2 separate regions of the Acanthopagrus latus genome follow, and region 1 is linked to region 2. A link is a contact called in public Hi-C data. All regions are on one chromosome and are shown on one strand. Each heading gives the region's core, a stretch centred on a gene start, on an enhancer-like site or on the middle of the called end of the contact. The rest is flanking DNA. Distances are from core to core; before and after follow the strand shown. Region 1 holds the start of yipf5 (protein YIPF5). Region 2 holds the start of LOC119031782 (putative fibroblast growth factor 1).

Region 1 (3,477 bases), core at 735-3,234, 200 kb before region 2:
CACTGCCCTAAATTCAATTACCCTCTCTGGCACTTTTCAATTTTCCTTCATTAAGTGGCTTAAGAAGAAAGACATGTTCTTCAAGTTTAGAAATGATTAAAAGTCCAAAGGAGGATGAGATGCAATGGAGCTCGACTTGATGGTTGGTCGTGTGTGTGTGTGTGTGTGTGTGTGTGTGTGTGTGTGTGTGTGTGTGTGTGTGTGTGTGTGTGTGTGTGTGTGTGTGTGTGTGTGTGTGTGTGTGCTGTATGAACTCATGTTGTGTACATTAAATTGATTTTGTTCATCAGGAGCCAGTTTTCTTTTCATATTTGTCTCCCTCATCAATTGTTCATGTTCAGGGAACTTCATTGTCTGTCCTTCAGCATGATAAGGCACCTGTCACAGAAGTGTCTGCGAGCTGTGTCAGAACAAGGGACTCCACATAAAGGCCGAACTCTAGTTGCCTGGATTGCCTTCAACAGGAAACAAAATGTGACAGATGGCCACAGAGTTTCCCAGCCAGAAATCGCCCTCCTAACTCATGCAACCTTGTTGAGGAACAGCTTTGTGCAACACTGGCCCAAAGGTTTCTCTTTGTACTTTTTCCCTGAGACCCATAACTCAATCAGTTTCTCTGTCAAAGAAGGAGGAGGCTGAATATGTCTCCTCTGAATAATGACAACGCTTTGCTCCATGCCATTTTCCCACTGTATTATTTTCCCCATTTTTCATCCTCTAAAGATTGTGTAACTGCAGGCTGCTGGGAGCAGAGCCAAGTCTGTGTAATTCAGTTCCTTTTCACACGACACCAGTTAATCTACGGCTAAAACACAAACACTTTATCGTTACGGGTGCCGGAGGTGTTTTTGTTCCAGCACTGAGGCAGAAATATTTTCAACAAACTCTCGGTTAGATGCCAAGATAATAGTTTCTACAGATGTGACTGAGGTGTGAATTTTCTAGTTTTCATAAAAAGTCAATTGGATCATTCTTTGTTTATCTCTGTTGAACGTTTATCTGTTTTGTTGTCCCCGCTGGCTCTTCCTTTTCTGCTCCCCTGACTCTCAAAACATTCAATATTAGGACAAACCAACAGTGTTTTGTTTTTTTCCTCTGACTCTTCACATTTTCTCTCTTCCATTCATTACAGGTCAGACTCACATCTGTGATGCTCTCCCTGCCTCCAGATTTCCTCTCAGCAGAGGTCATCAGCCTATTACTCCACAGTATCTATCATCATCAGAGAGGATGGATCCTCCCGCAGTATTTGGTTTCGGTGCATTTCTCCGGCACGGGCAGAGTGATTGATCTGCTCTTCTGCCTCCTAATGAAAGAGACTACCTTTGTTCAAGCTCAGCGCTTGTCCTGTTAAATCACTGTCCGCTCTCTGTCTCTATTTGTTACAATTAGATGCCGATTTTCACACTCAAACACGGTCTCATACCGACCTGTGATGAGCAAAACAGGAAGGAGTTTGAGATGTTGAACCATTTCTATTTGTGTCTTGTATTTGTATCATAATTATAAGGAAAATTTTAAGTTTCTAATAGGTCTTATGATGTGTCTTTACACAGTAGCATATGACCTTTAAGTGCTTCATTGGTACTTTAATCCCATTGTGTATGCATCACTTTAAAGTCACTTAATAGCCTCGTCCTGTGATATTTGCACAGTGTCCATGGTCTGTACTGAAGGCTAATGCTTTTTTCATGAGGTTAATCCATAACACAAGAACGTCCAAGCACTTCAAGTGTTTTGACCTTTAGAAATACAATATTCCTCCTTCCATAACATCTCCACACTCACTCTCTGCATAAAGATCAGCATTCAGAATCAGGGGAAAGGACTGCATGAGGACTCGTCTCAAGCACAAGCCTGCAACGGTCAGCACTGCAATTATTTCAACCATGGAACTGAACCACGGCGCATACAAATCATGCTACTATTTTTACATTCAGGCATCAAACCCAGCCCCTCCTGTAATGCCACCAGTCGTCTGTAGAACGCGCCAAACTATTCAGCGAAGCGCAGTTTGTCAGTGTCCCTAACGGCTTCCCGTCGGCCGCGTACCAACCCGGAAGTTTAATCTTTCTCCTGACACGTAGCAACCGCGACCAAGTTGGCAGGGCTGTGGTTTGATTCGTCAAACAGGACAGGTATGTGTCAGCTTTTGTGATGCTTTTACACCCCTAGAATAATGATTAAGGGATAAAAGTTGAATAAGATATTAGAGACGCCGCTGACATGATTTACAAGATCAGCGAGCGTCTCCACAACTGTTAGAGCTAGCATCAGCTAACCAGCTAGCCGCAGAGTTAACGGTGCATTAGCTATCCAGTGAACAGAAGCTTTTGTTATACAGGTTAATTTATATTACAGATTTTATCATTTAGTGTGATTGTCTCGAGTCATTTGATGCGAAATGTTAACAGACTCATATTAGACCAACGACGTCCGTTTTTAAGTTGGCTATTGCGACGTTAGCTAGCTGCTGCAGCTAACGGTTGTACTGAACTCAGACGGAGGTAAGTTAACGTTACTGTTGTCCAAACATTAGCTAGCAGTTGTTTATTAGATAAAGCGGTAGGTGTTTCAGTGGTTTACTAGTGACAGCGACGTCTGCCACGTAACTAATTGACATTAGCTAAACTAGCTACGGGCTACATGTTTACCAGATGTACCAGGAAATGTGCCAGATGTACCGTGATTTAAACTGTTGATGAGCAACCGGACCGTCCTCACGGAGCATAGCTGTTCAGTAGAACAGCACTCAGCATTTGGAAGTGTAATAATAATGCATGTGTACATTGATGCCACTGTAGACTGAAGTGATCACCCTGACTGACGAGTTGTGATCTGGTTTGTTCTCTGTGTCTCTGACAGAGTGAGAGATGTCAGGGTTTGACAACTTCAACACAGACTTCTACCAGTCCAGCTACAGTGTAGACGACCAAAACCAGGCCGGCTACGGCTACAACAATGCTGAAACCCCCTACAAACAGTAAGTGAAGAAAGCGGTCCTTCATTTTCTACATTTCTATTCCTTTACGTGCCAGTTCAGCTGATGGAAACTAACCTACATGACATTTTAGTGCATGTTATTTGATTTGACATATTGTAAGAGAGATTAATTGTATAACCTGATGATGGTCTGTCTGCTGAAGCGTTTTTTTTATTGCAGTGGAGGTGAACAGTGTGTGGGAGGTTTCTCCTGATTATGTCAGCCTGTGGACTCCTGTCAGGAGTGCTTGTTTAAAATGAGTTAAACATATTTCATAAGATGAGGAAAGGAACTGGTCTTGCAGTCTTTTAAAGCTTTTCTTAACTACATATTACTGGTGACTAACTGTAATAACATGCTTCTTGATCTTAACACGTTCTGTTAAACACTATTACTGTGTTTTTTCCCAGGCCATATGGTCAGTATGACTACTCCCAGCCCATGGCTTACTCTTCCCCGGGGATGATGGCGCCCCAGCAGCCATACACAGGACA
Region 2 (3,398 bases), core at 548-3,047:
TCCACCACGAGGTCCGGTTCTGCTCGAGGTTTCTGCCTGTTAGAGGCAGTTTTTTCTCACCACTGTTGCCAAAATGTTTGTTTTGGGGGAAATGTTGTAAATAAAAGAATTAAAGAGTATTATCTGGACCTGCATTTAGTGCTTCATGAACTCAGAGATGGAGGTGTCACTTCTCCCTGACAGAAGTTACAGAACAGCACGTTGTCTTTGCATCAGGTGCAAAGTGAAATCCTTTATTGTGTGATCAGAATTTGACACTTGTGAATTGGTTGTGGTGAGATTTATGTCGTGTTTGACTTCAGCAGGCACAAAGCAGAGCTGTTCTGCCATCTCCTGGTAACAAGAGGCACAGCAGCTGTTTTCACAGACAAATCTCAGGAGCTCAGTCTGAACAGGTGAGAAAAGTAGGTCAGACTCTCCACTTCTCTTCTCCCCACATGTCTCAGCATCATAAACTCAGAGAGTCTGGATGTTTTCCGATGCAGATGTGCTGTACGGTATGAATTATAGAGCAAAGAGCTCGACGTGTCCATTAGAAGAAGACGGAGTCGAGCTCACCTCTGTGAATAATTCAGCTGGCCTGCTCACCGCTGCTGCTCATCATCCTGAGACTGAGAGACAGACGTGCAGAAACAGATTCTGAGATTTCTACATTCTTGAAATATATTTCCAGCGTTTTCAGACACGTCAACACCCACAGAAGATAGTGGAATATGTATTATTCAGTTCAATTTAACAGGATGTAGATGGCAGAGCTTTGGGAATGTTTGTTGGTGTTGGTGAATTACAAACCATTACAATCATTATCCTCATGTTTCTGTTTCTGTGATCATATTAAAGGTTTGTATTCTCTTTGGTCTTCCTACATTAATGCTGTTAGACTGTTAAATTGCAACTTTTTGTTTATTACAAGCCAGCGAAAAAAAACATCCTCCTCCTTTTTGTTTTCCAGCGTGACCGTGTAAAGGTATAATACGTAACATTCCTGCAGTAAAGTGAGTCAGACTGAGAAAGTCAGCGAACATGAATAAATATAACGTGACTAAGACTTTAAAACATGACCTCATCGAACTCCCATGATCCCACACTACTCACTCTTTTCCACTGATGAGAGACGCCAAGCTGCAGGAATTACACAGTGTGCCTTTAAATCATTAGGTCATTATTACTATTATGGGTTTTTTTTCATCATGGATTGATCTGCTGTGTATAACTTTGATTAACTGATTGAGTCCACTGACACTTTGACAACAGTCCAGATCTCACAAATCATGTAAAAAAGGAAAAGACGTGAATTTTCACATTTGTGAACCCTGACCCGTGAAATGTTTCGATTCAATTACTAATAATTCACAAAATAATTGTCAAATAATTCAATTGAATGAGTCTTCTTGTCAATTGACTCATTAATTAACTGATTAATCGTCTCTGCTGTACTTGTTTATATTATCGGGTGTTTTGAGTTCTAACAAGCTTTCTTATGATCTGAGTGAAGAAATGTTTATGTGTAAAGTAACTTAAGGTGTCAAATCATTAACGTTAAGTAGCAAGTAAAGAACATGTTACCCTCTAAAATGTGGTGGTAGAATAATATAAGTACTTCACATGTACGTATATAATAAACAGTACAGTACTTTAATAATAAGTGTACTTAGAAAACAGAAAGCTGCCTCAGCCTGACGCTTCTGAAGCAGTTGATCTGAATCAGGTGCTTCTGTGACTGAACATTTGCCGTCTGTGTGGTGAATTATTGTCACCGTGTGTTTTTACTTCTGATGACTCGTGGATTCTTTCACTCTGCAGAAATGTGACTCGGGTCAGGTGACTCCGGTCAGGTGACCCCGGCCGCCCCCCCGCTGTGCCACCTCTGGTCTGAGGCGCTGCCATCATGTAAGATTAATCCTGAGGGCTGAAGTCACCGTCCTTTGTGTCTCTTGTAAATGTTTGTCTTGCGTCTCCAGGAGGACGCCGCTGTAAGAATGTATCAGAGCTCAGTCAGACGGGCAGCTCTGTCATTTCCAGGCTGGATCCCACGGCCCGGACACTTGCGTCACCCTGTCTCAGTCTCTCTCTCTATTCTAGTGTGGTAATTTTAGTCCTGACGTCGGCCTGTTAAAATGAGTCCTCTGACGCTGTGAGGAGGGTGGTGAGGTGGTGGGGAGAGACAGAAGGTACAAATACAGACATGCACACTGAAGTCTCCACTTCACGGGTGGAGAAGCAAAGAAAGTTTGGCGCAGAAAGTTACACGGAGCTTGTTTCACCTGGATATGCTGGCTCATCACTGTCACCTGACGTTCTCACAGGTAGGTGACTGATTCACTCCATCAGAGGAGAGGAGGCTCACTGCTCGTCTGGGAATGTAGCTCACTGATAATCACTGTGACTCACATACAACAAGTCGATACTGATCATGGTTTTATTGTAGGAACTGATGTATGTGATCTGGCTCGCGTGTGTTCGTGCATGTTTTTCATCACTTTTAATGACATCCGTGAATCGACATTATTTATTTCACTGCAAAAAGGGAAAAAAAAAAAGCTCAAACACAAGAAACAAACACAGAGTCTGAGGATAAACTGACTCCGGCCCTGCAGCAGGATCTTTCTACCGGAGGAGAGAAAGCTTGAAATAAGTTCAGAAGTGAGTTATGAGAGTTTAAAATAAAACGTAAACATGGAAAATTCTTTTAGAGTAAATCACTTGAGAGCAGACTGCAGACTGCAGCCCAGCAGGTAGTGAAACACACTTTCATATTAACAAACACTTCATAATTCAATTTTCTTGAATCGTTTATTTCAGCGCAATGTAAACTAAATATAGGCCAAGAAATCACAAATTTAAGTAGAAAATGTGAGTAAAAAGTAGAAGAAGAAGCTGCACGTCATCTGATAAACTGCCTCCAGTGATGTCACTCAGTGGCTAAGTTGCATTGTGGGTATTGTAGGCACCAGGTTTTGAAAGACAGCTCTCCTACAACACATGAACAAATGATCACATCCAGTAGAATCTTTTTTTATTCCTTCAGACAACACTTTCCACTAAGACCTTTAAAGAAATGTGTAAGTTGGTGGAATTAACCTTTAATACTTAGAGCAAGTTATCGAAGCTTTTAGTTGTAAAAGACATAAAAATGATCAATCTAAGAATAACCACAGATGCAGATGGAAACCAGTAAACAACTCTCGAGACGAGATCATTCATCTTACATTTCCACAGAACTGTGTGTGGTGTTTTGCCCAGACATCATCCCTTCTCCTATCAGGCCCAGGCTCCACTCCCACGCATTTGCACTCTGACTCGGTCAACGATTCGACTTTTGACGTCATTCCCCCCCCGGCAGCTCCGTCCCAAGGTCCCCGAGAGCCAGTCTGCCACTAACTAACTCCTCATATCCC

The links. A called contact is a pair of places that touch in the nucleus more often than the background predicts.
Region 1: a Hi-C map of muscle shows a contact between it and region 2, with 5 times the contacts expected there. The contact joins the promoter of yipf5 here to the promoter of LOC119031782 in region 2. A contact is called at or near these places in 3 of 4 Hi-C or Micro-C datasets (liver and muscle).

What each region holds. Positions count from the first base shown.
Region 1 is chr13:1,586,290-1,589,766 of fAcaLat1.1, reverse strand. It overlaps yipf5 (protein YIPF5), which reads left to right and starts at 1,984. Exons shown (of 6, transcript XM_037120206.1): 1 at 1,984-2,138; 2 at 2,866-2,983; 3 at 3,394-3,477. The coding sequence starts at 2,874.
Region 2 is chr13:1,386,029-1,389,426 of fAcaLat1.1, reverse strand. It overlaps LOC119031782 (putative fibroblast growth factor 1), which reads left to right and starts at 1,797. Exons shown (of 4, transcript XM_037120482.1): 1 at 1,797-1,890.